3 separate regions of the Mus musculus genome follow, and all the other regions are linked to region 3. Evidence: chromatin contacts called from public promoter capture Hi-C data. All regions are on one chromosome and are shown on one strand. Each heading gives the region's core, a stretch centred on a gene start, on an enhancer-like site or on the middle of the called end of the contact. The rest is flanking DNA. Distances are from core to core; before and after follow the strand shown.

Region 1 (3,969 bases), core at 284-2,783, 540 kb before region 3:
TGCATTGGCATGTATGCCACCTTGTATGTGCAATGGCGGAGACTGAATCCAGGGTTCCCGAACGCCAGGTAAGCACTCTTCCGACTGAGCCCCATCTTCAGCTCTTCTATATGAATCACACTTCAAGAAAGCTATCACAGCCGGGTGGTGGTGGCACACGCCTTTAATCCCAGCACTTGGGAAGCAGAGGCAGGCGGATTTCTGAGTTCGAGGACAGCCTGGTCTACAAAGTGAGTTCCAGGACAGCCTGTAGGACTATACAGAGAAACCCTGTCTTCAAAAAACAAAAAAACAAACAAACAAAAAAGAAATCTATCACAACTAGAAACAGCCCTGATGTCCGTAAACATACGGTGAGCAGGTGAACACTTACCTATTCAACACAACACAGCCGCGTGGAAGAACTGTCCATACACACAATGACATGGATGAATGTCGTAAGCAACACAAGGAGCAGGGAACAAACCCAGACACAAGGCTGTGCATCGTGTGGCCTTCAACAACAAGGGAAACAAGAGGTGATGACAGGCTTGAGTAACTTATCGGGGGAGGACACGGGTTTATGGTAAGAAGGAGGCCTGAACTGTTTTATATGTCCCAGTCGTGACTGTGGTAGTCACATGGTGTGTGAATTAGTGAAATCAATTTAGCTGAGCCTTTGGAGAACTTGGCTGTAGTCTCTGTGGGTTGCGTGTGCTGATTTCTCCCGGGCAAGGTCTGAGAAGAGGAATCAGGACCAGAGTTACACTTTAAAGGACAGCCAAGGACAAACAGACACCGGGTCAGTGTGTGCTCTGTGGGTGTGTGTTGATACACACACCGTTTCCTACCTATAAGACAAAGAGGATGAGGACCCTTGGGTACTCCCCTGCAGCAGAATGGATCAAAAACAAACCAGAAGCCCAAACCAACCAAACAGAAGAACACAAATCTCCTAAGCAAATGGAAGAAGTTTTGTTGTGTTGTATACAAATCCCCTGGACTCTGGTTGTAAGTGGCCCTGTAGGCAGAGAGACATTTTCATGCTGGCTGGCAGCTGCCTAATGAGAACATGAGACAAGGGAATCTGGTGGTTGGCAGCTGGAGGTGGCGGGAGATGGAAAAGTCTTCACGGATGTACTCTGTCAGAGCTGGTTGCTTTGTACTGTATCTTACCACAAATGTCAAAATTATATAAACTGCATGGTGGGTCCTAGGGTGGTAGAGAAAGCTGCCTTCTGTTGTCAGAATACAAGAAAGGGACGGTGCACTGCCTCTTCCTGGCCCCTTCCTGGCCCCTTCCTGGCCCTTCCTGGCCAGTGCTCCACAGGGGAGCATTGTTGAAACAGGAAAATTGTGTCATTCCCAGACACTGTTAAACTTATTTTTTGAGCACCTTAGTCTGCTTGAAAAATAGGTTTTGTCCCGAAGATTATCCGCTTATTGCTTGCCTATGGGGGCGCTCTTCCCAGCCCCTCCCCCAAATGGGTCTGGTTGGGGGCGGGGCACCCTGCAGTCTTCTGCCCCAGGGCCCTGCAACGCTAGGGTGGAGCCTCTTTGGAGGTGCCCAAGTAGAGCCTGAGCCACATTTCCTAGGTCTGGGCTGCGTGCGCACAGCCAGGTACCACTGGAAGAAGGACTTTGTGGTAAGTAGGGGATCCCGAGGAAACAGGGGAGGTGGGGCTTCTGTCGGAGGCTGCTCCAGGATTCAGTAGAAACATTCCTGTCAGCCCAGTCTGGGCAGCTGTAGAGCAAGACTGGAGGGGGGCTGTGGGTGGGAGCTGCTTGCTCTCTAGATGGGGCCTTTAGATACCGATCCCACTATGCTTTGGGGCCGAGACAAGCAGCTCTCAAGTCCGCAAGGATGTTCATGATCCATCACAACCACACACTTTCGAGGTGTAGCCCTGCATACAGATGGCCAAGAGCTGGTGGCTAGGGCAGAATTCTGCAAGCAACCAGCCACACTCTCAAGGCCAGACAGATGCCACTGTCATTCCAAGGCCATAGCACAGAGGTCTATATCCTCTGATGGGGTTGGGACCTTTCTTGGGCCAGACGACAGACAAGTCTGTCCAAGGTTCTAAGATGGTCCTGCAATGATGCCTGAGAGCAATAACAGTAGCCACTGGGTGTGGACCTATCTCAACACTTTCATGATGGAATGGCAGACTGGCCTGTATCTACTGGAAAGAGCTTGGGCCCTCGGTAACAGACTTCCTCACCTCCAGCCCTGTTCCGCACAGCACCAGCATGACTGAGCGCATGAACACCACTGAAATCTTCGATGGCGTCCGCTTCCCAGGATTCATACACACCCCAGAGTCCCTGAAAGCGGCTTGCTCCTTCCAGTTCCAGGACACAGACATCCTCTTGGTAACATTTCCCAAGTCAGGTGAGAGACAGACTGGGACAAGGAGCCTGGACAATCCAACACCAGGGCTTCCTGCCACCCATAGTGCCTCAGTCCCCTTCTCGGCACTGTAGACACCCGGGCCCTCTCTGTCACCTGTGACTGGTATAAGCTGTAGGGCTGCCTTTCTGGCTTGAGTCAGTACCAGCTGTATGAAGCCCCTCACTAGCCTCCTTGGCTGGTTGTTCCTCTTTCTAATAGCCTCAGAAGCACAGGGTATCCTGGGTACAAGCAGCCCCCCTCTCCCCCTGTACCTTGGTCAGGTTCACACAGACTTCTTGTAATCTCTCTGCACTTGCTTGAACGTGTTTCTGAGGCCATGGGAGGAATGCTGGGGGGGGGGGGGTGAAATGGGGTGTGTGCTGAGAATCTGGCTTTATTCTTAGGCGGGTGGTCCTTGGGGGACAAAGCTTTTCCTTGTCCTGAATCATGCTGGGGTGAATGGTGTACATCACCCCAGTGAAGTATGTTTATGTGGGGCACAGGAACTCCCTAATCCCATAAGACTGCCTGGTCTACTCTCCTCCAGTGTGCTCAGGGTAGCAGCATAGCTCTGCAGACCCTGCATAACCATCCTCCCCATCCTGAATCCGTCAGGATAGGCACATAGGGCATAGTTTGCTTTTGTCTCCTGGACATAGCCCAGCTAGGACACAATGCCACTGAGAGCAAGATCTGCTTCATGTGACTTGGCCACCAGGGCCACCTGGACTGTAGTGACTTAGGTAAGTCAGCAATTCAGCAGATAGGGCCAAGCAACCCTCCTATACTCCACATTCCTGACAGTCTTCCCCTCACACCAGACCCCCTTCCCCTCCACCCTGCATAGTTGTCCCAAGTTCCAGCCCTGCCCCACCCCCCTCCTACTCCCTGGATCCGATCCCTCCATTCACATCTTAACATATCTACCCAGGGGCCTGGTCTGTGGGCTGGGCTTCCCACCAGAAAGAATGCAGTGGGTGGGCTGGGATCTGTCAGACTGCGCCTCCAGCCTCAGTATATCTTAAAGGATAGGGCAGCAGAGCTATGGGATCCTGGATCCAGGCTGTCACTGTCCCTGTATGTGGGCAGGGGGTGGGGACCGATCATCCCACTATAAGTACGAGATCCCATCCTCGCAGAGCAGGCAGGTTCTGGCCTGTAGCGGAAAGATACCTTGCTGAATCTTATCACATGTCCCTGAACTGGGCCCAGGCGGGCTGGGCGGGAAGGGCCACGCCTGTTCTGAGGAACCTTTTCTGGTTTGCTTTTTCTTAGACTGGTTCTGTCTGGCCTAAAAATAAAAAGGTGATATAACCTTCCCCCTACTGGAAACCAGAGAAGCTAAGGGGGGGCCCTTGACCTTCCATTCCCATTGAGCTCTCTAGGATTTGCTATCTCTGAAGGTGACCCCAGAAAGTGTGGTTGCTTGAGGGGAGTAGACACCCGAACAACTCCCAGAGCACCCTCCTCTCTGGCCAGGGCCAAAGCTCCTTTTCAGATGTCTGAGGTAGAGAAATGGGTTGGGGCACAGCCCGGTAGAGTGTTTGCTTTGTGTAGGTGAGGAATAGGCCAGATTGGCTTTCTGGAAAGACCAT
Region 2 (3,520 bases), core at 860-3,359, 630 kb before region 3:
CCACACATGCTCCCTCCTCTGCCACTGTGGTAGGCTGAACACCAACCCTGCAAAGCATCAGTGGCCACAGTTTAGGAACCTCTCAAGGTCACAAACGTCTTCCACAGGGCCCCTCTGTCAGCTGCCCTGGTTCCCTCTCTCCTAAGTGATAGCTCTTCACCCTCAGATCTCTGCAAACATTGCCACCACAGCACCCCATTGTAACACCATGAGCTTTTGTATGCTAGCTTTTGTCCACCCCAAGTCACTGCCTTAAGTCAACACCTAGAACACAGGGTGACGAACCCCTAAAAGTCCCTAGAAATCCAACAAGGGCCTACTTTGTACAAGGCTTCCTCTGGCCAGCTGGGGAGACGTTGACTCTCTGTAAGAAGGTCCTGAGAAGGCTGTGGCACTGATAGAATTGGGTGTAGCAGTTCTTGCAGACAGACTGAGGCAGGGCTGGGTCCTGGTGCACAGCGACACCCAGCAGACGCTGGAAGTCCCTAATGAAGACACGCTCTCCTGGGGACAGTCTTTCTGAAGTCTCCCCAGGCACTCTGTCAGAGATGCTTCGGAGGCTCCGTGAGGAAAACTTCCCATGGCAGAGTCGACAATGCCCCATAGCGAGAGTCCGGCCTGCTCCTGCGCAGAGAAGCAAATGTGACATAAGCGAGGTACTCGCAGTGCAAGGGCCACTCTTCCCCCTGGCCTCCGAACACTGCAAGCAGAGAAGTGCCCGCACCAGGCTTCCTAAACACAAGAGTAGCGGGACTGGGACTCGGGAGCTGGCCTTCCTCACTGAACACTCAATATTCAAGGAACCCCAGATGCCTACAACGAAGATGAAACTTAACATCCCTATTCTGAAAATGTGTCCAAGCCGTGCCTCAAGAAACTAACTCACTGTTCATCCCTGTCCATCTATAGGTGCCCTGCCTGCAGCATGTGCATGATGCCACCCAACTGCCCCTAGTGGGAGTAAAGGACAGCTTACATAGGAAAGCCATTCTCAGATGACTGAAGAACACCACACTAATGTGATGCACATGGAGGCTGTTAACCTAACTAGCTGCTGCTTGTTCACAAACTCGCAGCCGCACAAGGAACAAGCAGTTAGTTCACTTAACTCAGTTCCCAACGCAGGTTAGGTTATAGGCCTGTTTTAACCATCAAGAAACTGGGGTTCAGAAAAAGTTAAGCAATTACCCTAAAAGTCCATAGCACGAAGAGCAAACTTGAAGCCACACCTGTGTGCCTTCAAATCTTACGCACTAAATAGCAGCGACACAGAGCTGTCTGGGCGGCAGAGGAAAGGGCCTCTATCGGCAGTTCTCCAGAGGGCCCGCGTTCTCCAGAACCAGGAGGCCTGGTTTGCTCTCATTATCACTAAGCTCGCACCGGGGCCCGAGGACGCCTGGAACCCACCAGCTTCGTCTGTACCGTCGTCGCCTGTGTCCCCGCAGGAGCGTGTCATCGAGCCCCAGCTGAGCTGAGCAGCCGCCCCGTCAGCGCTCGTTCCGCCGCTGCGAGAAGGGCGACCCCGAGTCCGACCGCTTCCACAGCCGCCGCCCGAACCCCCGCGCTGCCGAGCTATTCCGGGAGACAGGAAGCGGCCGAGGCGGTCCCGCTTCATGGTGGTAGGCGACACTCGCTCCCTGCTCCGCGCTGCTCGGTGTGGCTCGGCCCCCTGACTTCTTGCTAGAGCGGACTTAACTTGGCACACTCCGTGCCGTTCCGCTACTCTCCGCCGCGCTGCCCCGCTCCGCTCGGCTCCCCGAGATCGGAGCCGGAGGAAGCGAGGGCTGCAAGGAAGCGAGGAGCGGTCTGGGGAGCCACAGCGGCCGCGGCGGGGTCAGGAGCCCGGAGTTCTTCGGGTCTCTCGGAACTCGCGACAGGCCCTTAAAGGAGGGGCAGCCCGGAGGGTGAACGGCCGCGGACTGCCGCCCGGGCGGTGGCGCACAACAGAAACCCTTCAGAGCAGTAGCTCTCCCCGCCAGCCTTCCCGTCCGCGCTCGCAGCAAGTTGGCCGGAGGAGGTGACAAGAGCCACTGACCCCTCCGGTCCCCTAAACCCAAGTCTGCGCGGCGGGGCGGGGCGCGGCGGGGCGGGGCAAGGCCGGCGGAAGTGTGTCCGGGTCCCCTTCCGGCGGTGCGCAGCTCCTGCGCCTCCCTCAGCTCCGCGCTCCGCGTTCCGGTCTGGAGGCGTCCGCCCCGTCCCGCCCCTGCCGCCGCGGCCTCCCGCTCCCCGCCCCCGCCCAGCGCCATGGCCGCTGCGGCCGGGGACGGCGGGGCGAAGCCACTGCAGAGCGCCATGAAACTGGCCAACAAGGCCATCGAGCTAGACACCGGCAACCGGCCCCGGGTGAGGCTGGGAGGGTCGCGGAAGCAGCTCTGGGAGGCCCTTTGCCCCTGGTGGGTGGGCGAGGGCGGGCGTGTAGAGGGATTCGGCGCTCCCGATGCGCGCGGCGGCGGCGGCGGCTCTGGGACCGCGCCCGGAGACCCGGGGCCCGGAGGCTAAGGGCGCCGAGCTCTGCGGGGACCTGGAACAGCTCAGCTCGCACTGGGCCTAGATTTACCTGTGTGATGAGGCGGTGTGACATAAGGAGGAGGTTCTGTTTGCAAAGGACCTACATCCAAGATGTAGATGACAGATGTGTGTGTGTGTGTGTGTGTGTGTGTGTGTGTGTGTATTCTTGACAGAGTCTGTGTAGAGTTAATCTAGAAAAGACCCGACTGTTGGCTCATTCAGGATGCTGCTGCTGTCTGCAGTTGCCTTCAAAGGTCATTTGTAAAGAAACCCAGGCACAAAAGGGGTGTGGCCTGTCACTGAGAATAACTGCTAATTAAAAGGATGGCAACAAGGTAGAAAAGCCGGCTGGGCCACCCAGAGCTTCCATAGGACAGGACGAATCACTGGTTGTCCAGTGCCCCAACTTAGTTTTCTAGGGCACCCTCACAAGACCAGAATCCTACCTGAAACCCATTTTATCTGAAGTGCTGAGCTAATTAAAGTTGGGTAATTTTGACAACGAGTAAAACGAAACACATACAGACCAGAGTGCGTTCTGTCTTGAGCTGTCACAGAGCCCAGAGCAGAGGGGTCACACAGCTGAAACCTGCAGCTCGGTGCTCTGGGCTCCTTTGAGCAGAGGGAATTATTCTGGAGTCTGTAGAATGTTATTTCTTCACCTAAGCCAAAACTTGAGATTGACAGATGAGCCCTTATCCTCTCCTCAGATTTCAGGAAGTGCTTTTCATGAGACATGGAAAGACTGCTAGTCTTTGAGTTGCACAGGAAGAGAACTTTGTCACACAGAGTGGAAACCCTTATTGCTGCTCAGGCAGCTCTGTGGAGCCTCCTGACTGAAGCTCAGCTCCTTCATGTGGTGGATAGTAATGAGAGGAGAGGTGTGTCTGTCTGGGAACTCCTCAGCACAGTGTTGAAGGAAGGAATTCTTTGATTTTTTGTTCTGTTTGATATCTTTTTCCCTTCAAGTCTAGACAGTATAGATACCATCTGTGTCCTAGCTGGACCATCC
Region 3 (3,906 bases), core at 511-3,010:
TGGCTGGAGCCCCACTGGGCCTGGCGTGTCAGCGATCTCAGGATAGCACAGAGAGGAGGGTGACAAAATTTTTCCACTGCAGACACTGAGCTCAGGGGGGAGACTGGCCAGGGAGGGCCTGAGCCCCATCCAGACGGCCTTGGCCTGGGAACGGCCCGCCATGCCCTGCCTTCCACATGGAAGTACAGGAAAAATCCAGGCCGGACCCCAAGAGAGCTTCATACAAAGAGATGGAGGGCGTGCAGGAGGACATCCGTGGCCGCTTGTCTATCCCTGTCCAGTCCATCCTGTATGGCCAGCTTGTTCTCAGTATAGATGTGGATGCTGCCCCTGAGCAGCTCTGGTTGGCCAGGAAAGACCTAGGGAAGAAACTGAAGCAGGGCTGGGGAGAGCCCAGTGCCACTCAGTCACTACATCTCAGGTCATGTGACTAGTCTCTACTCAGACTACATTATCTCAGGTCATGTGACTATTCCACAGAGTCTCCTTCTTTTATGAGGCATGGAACCCACACCAGTTTTTATTACTAGTGAGTTGTTTTCGACAGTACCTCACTTTGGATCCCAAGCCGGCCTTGAACTTGTGATCTTCCTGCCCCAGTACTGAGTATAAGTATGAGCCATCACATGAAGCGTGATACAGCTTTCAGCCACTTTGAAGAATTAAACGGTACATGAGGAGTCAGGCTAGGGTCAGAAGCACACAGTTTCTTAGGGCTGCACCAGCCACAGCTGCTCCCGCCTCGGCCTCCCAACCCCTCTGCCAATCCCAGGATGTGGGGGTGGCAGCCACCAGACTCCACTTACAATATAGCTAAACTAATCCCATCTCCTACCTGAGCCAGATTCTCAGAGAGACCCTATTGCCGAGCCTGGGGACAGGGTCACAGAAGACATGAGGCTATGGAGTCACCAGAAATTCCCTGTGGAGACCTCTTAGGGTCATGTTAACACACACAGCTGACTCAGAGGCTCAGCAGGGTAGCCTCAAGAATCATCGGTACCCGTGTCTAGCCAAAAGCCAGCAATATGTTTCTAGATCCGCCCCTCTGCTGGAAGCCCCAGTAAGGAGTCAATGGATGTAGGCTGGCAGGCAGCAGTCCTGGGAGGTGAGGGCAGAGGGGCAACAGATGAACAGGGCTGGGAACTGATGTACCCGCCTACAGCCTACACCGCCAAGTAGATGTCACCCAGGTTGTACAGCTCAGCCTGAGCCTTCCTTGTGGCAACAAGAACCATCTAACTAGTGCCTGGCTATAATAGACTCCCACCTAGGCCTGAACTCTTAGCCCTCGGGGGTGGGGGTGGGGGTGAAGGGGGTCGGGGGAAGGGGTGGCTTGCTCAAACTGACCCAATGTATCCTGACATGCACAGTGCCACCTCTCCCTGAAATCTGTCCTTTTCATAGGACAATTAGGTAGCTTGAACAAGATCCGATTATCAGTTAGGTTCTATTGTCAGAGCTGTGGTCAGGGCACGCGGCATATCCAGGTGACAGGCAGACTCCAGGAAGCTCACAGCGTAGCCATGGTCATGTGAGTCCCTGCCCACCCCGCTTTGGGCTCTCATCCACCCTCCCCTGAGTGTTTCAGGGATGCAGCTGGTGAAGAAGACAGGAGATATTCAACCTTTGACCCCTCTGGTCAGTAGCCTAGCCCAAGCTGGGAGGCCTTCTTAATCTTTAGGGCTTTAGTGAAAGCAGCTGGTCAGGGGGAGCACTTAAAAGGGAGGGCCACGGGGTAGATGCAGCTGCAGAGGTAAGCAGACCCAGAGAGGCAAGGCTCCCCAGGTCCGCCCTCCTCGCCTACCTCACCTACAGATGGAGCCTTACCTGAGCAATGAGCTCTTCCCACCCCCCACTGAAGCCTGGCTCCAGACGGTCTCCTCAGATCCTGAGGCCCAAGGTTGGGGGGCCTGGGGCAGGACTGAAAAGACCTCCTTGGTGCCAAGGGCTGGGAGTAGAGCAGGAAGTGACAAGGAAGCAGAGGAAAATGAAGATGCGAGCTTCCTTCTCTCCCTGCTGGAACCAGAGAACCTGGCCAAGTCCCCAGTATTCAACCAGGTAGCACCCCGTCACAAACCGTGCAGGAAGGTGTGGACCTGGGCATGGAGGGAGGAGCACAGGTGACTAGGGGCGAAGGAGCCAGTGCTTCAGACCTCAGAGGCCTCTCTGACTAGGGGGAGGTATCCGGGCAGGAGAGGTACCAGGGGCCTTAGCTCCTAGTCCTGGACTATGGCTACAGGAACAACAGGGTGATCTTGGTTATCCCCTAGTAGCTATGGCTTTCTGCCGGCGCTGGCTGGCCACACCTGCCCTCCATTCTAGAGGGGCCTGAAGGCCATCTCAAACTTACTGTGGCGTGGCCAACAGGAGTTGGAGGCCATCAAGCTGAAACTGTGGGCCATGGAGCATGCTGAAGCCCAGCCGGAGCCACCCTGTGTACAGAGAAAGGCCACAGAGGAAGAGAGGGCTGAGGTCAGACAGCTGCTGAGCCCTGAGACCGTAGGTAGGAACCTGGGACTCTCGCCAACCCTGTCCTCAGATGGACAACTGTCCTTCTAAATCCTTGACCACTTAGCTAAGACTCTAAACCCACCTGTGTTCAGTGGAAGAGTACTCGGCATGGGCTGCATATGAGGACAATTGAGGGAATACTCTGAATCGCACCCACAATCCACAGTGTGACCGCGGGAGCCTGGGCGACCTTCCCTGGGGGTCACGAGGAATGGGCTCCTCAATGAGGTCCTCCCGCTAGTTCTGAGGTTCTCTCTCCCTACAGACTGCTTCTTCTCTAGGACCTCCAAGGAAAATGTGGAGGCTGACCACAGATCTGTCTTTGTAGGCAATGTGAGTAGAGAGGGGGGTGGCGTGGTCATAGCCCTCCTAGGGTGTCTGCCCCCAATTAGGGCATTTAGCTGGGCAGACCCCTCCACGACTGGCCTGGGTGGAGCTGGCTATGAGTTTGAGGCAGGAGGCTATGGAGTTGTAAATGCAAGTGTCTCCAAGGCCAAAGTGGGAGGCCTGGTGCAGAGGGAAGGTAAAACCCACGGGGCCGAATAGTGCCCAGGCCTTGACTGTTCATTCAACCGAAGGTGAGGTCAAGCATTCAGGTTTAATGGGCCACATACCCGGCATGTGCTAATTCCTGAGACCCAACCAGCTGTCCACACAGGAAACACTTAACTGTCTCTCAGCACTGAACCCTGGGCAGGAGTGGATACAACTTCAGCCCATGCCCAGCCAGGGGCCAACCAACCTTGGGGGGGGGGTCCCTCCAACCCCTTTCTGCCACAACGCCTCAGCAGGAGGGAGACGGGGATAGCCCAGCACTTATACCAGGTACCCTTTCTGTGAGCAGGTGGATTATGGTGGCTCAGCTGCAGAGCTGGAGGCCTACTTCAGTCCCTGTGGGGAGATTCACCGGGTCACTATCCTGTGCGACAAGTTCTCTGGACACCCCAAGGGGTCAGTGTCGGGCTATGGCAGGCTGGGCAGTGTGGGTGGGGCTGGAGCTAGCCCCTCACTCCTTGCTCCAATGTTCACCACCTCTGTCCTCCCCCAGCTATGCATATATAGAGTTTGCTTCGCACAGATCTGTCAAGGCTGCTGTGGGGCTGGATGAGAGCACCTTCCGAGGTCGGGTCATCAAGGTATGTTTCCCCAGGGGTCTCCATGCGCCTGTGGGCCACCACTGAGCCTTGTGCAATAACTCACAAATCCTCCACCAGGCTCGGAGAGGTTAGAGTGCCTGACCCTTTGTGCATCTTAGCTGGGTGGGCATTAATCAGAGTTAGGAAGTGATGAAAACTCTCAGACCTAGGGTGGGGCTTGGCGTGGGCGGGGCTTGGTGTGGGCGGGGCCTGCCAGAATGGGCCAGGAAGATGCTGGCTATTACCAGGATGTCCT

Evidence for each region. Promoter capture Hi-C pulls out the DNA fragments that hold promoters and counts their contacts. Capture Hi-C pulls out chosen DNA fragments and counts their contacts.
Region 1: a contact with region 3 is called in a promoter capture Hi-C map of stem cell-derived epiblast-like cells, with 2.3 times the contacts expected there. The contact joins the promoter of Sult5a1 here to the promoter of Pabpn1l in region 3. A contact is called at or near these places in 14 of 39 promoter capture datasets (the 3T3-L1 cell line, 3T3-L1-derived adipocytes, HPC-7-derived erythroid cells and 8 more), 1 of 484 Hi-C or Micro-C datasets (bone marrow-derived macrophages), 3 of 115 datasets of contacts at active chromatin or transcription factors (astrocytes, effector CD8 T cells and large pre-B cells) and 2 of 9 other capture datasets (adipose tissue and liver).
Region 2: a contact with region 3 is called in a promoter capture Hi-C map of adipose tissue. The contact joins the promoter of Vps9d1 here to the promoter of Pabpn1l in region 3. A contact is called at or near these places in 1 of 484 Hi-C or Micro-C datasets (bone marrow-derived macrophages), 4 of 115 datasets of contacts at active chromatin or transcription factors (embryonic forebrain, embryonic hindbrain, embryonic stem cells and 1 more) and 1 of 9 other capture datasets (adipose tissue).

What each region holds. Positions count from the first base shown.
Region 1 is chr8:123,155,844-123,159,812 of GRCm38.p6, reverse strand. It overlaps Sult5a1 (sulfotransferase family 5A, member 1), which reads left to right and starts at 1,533. Exons shown (of 7, transcript NM_020564.3): 1 at 1,533-1,625; 2 at 2,226-2,374. The coding sequence starts at 2,233.
Region 2 is chr8:123,252,811-123,256,330 of GRCm38.p6, reverse strand. Vps9d1 (VPS9 domain containing 1) reads left to right here and starts at 2,109. Exons shown (of 15, transcript NM_028200.2): 1 at 2,109-2,343. The coding sequence starts at 2,245. Zfp276 (zinc finger protein (C2H2 type) 276) reads right to left here and starts at 2,136. Exons shown (of 11, transcript NM_020497.2): 1 at 1,408-2,136; 2 at 321-624; 3 at 1-47. The coding sequence starts at 1,615.
Region 3 is chr8:122,620,589-122,624,494 of GRCm38.p6, reverse strand. Pabpn1l (poly(A)binding protein nuclear 1-like) reads left to right here and starts at 1,760. Exons shown (of 7, transcript NM_001007462.1): 1 at 1,760-2,061; 2 at 2,371-2,506; 3 at 2,780-2,847; 4 at 3,359-3,465; 5 at 3,563-3,650. The coding sequence starts at 1,819. Mir6396 (microRNA 6396) reads left to right here and starts at 2,120; the gene lies at 2,120-2,230.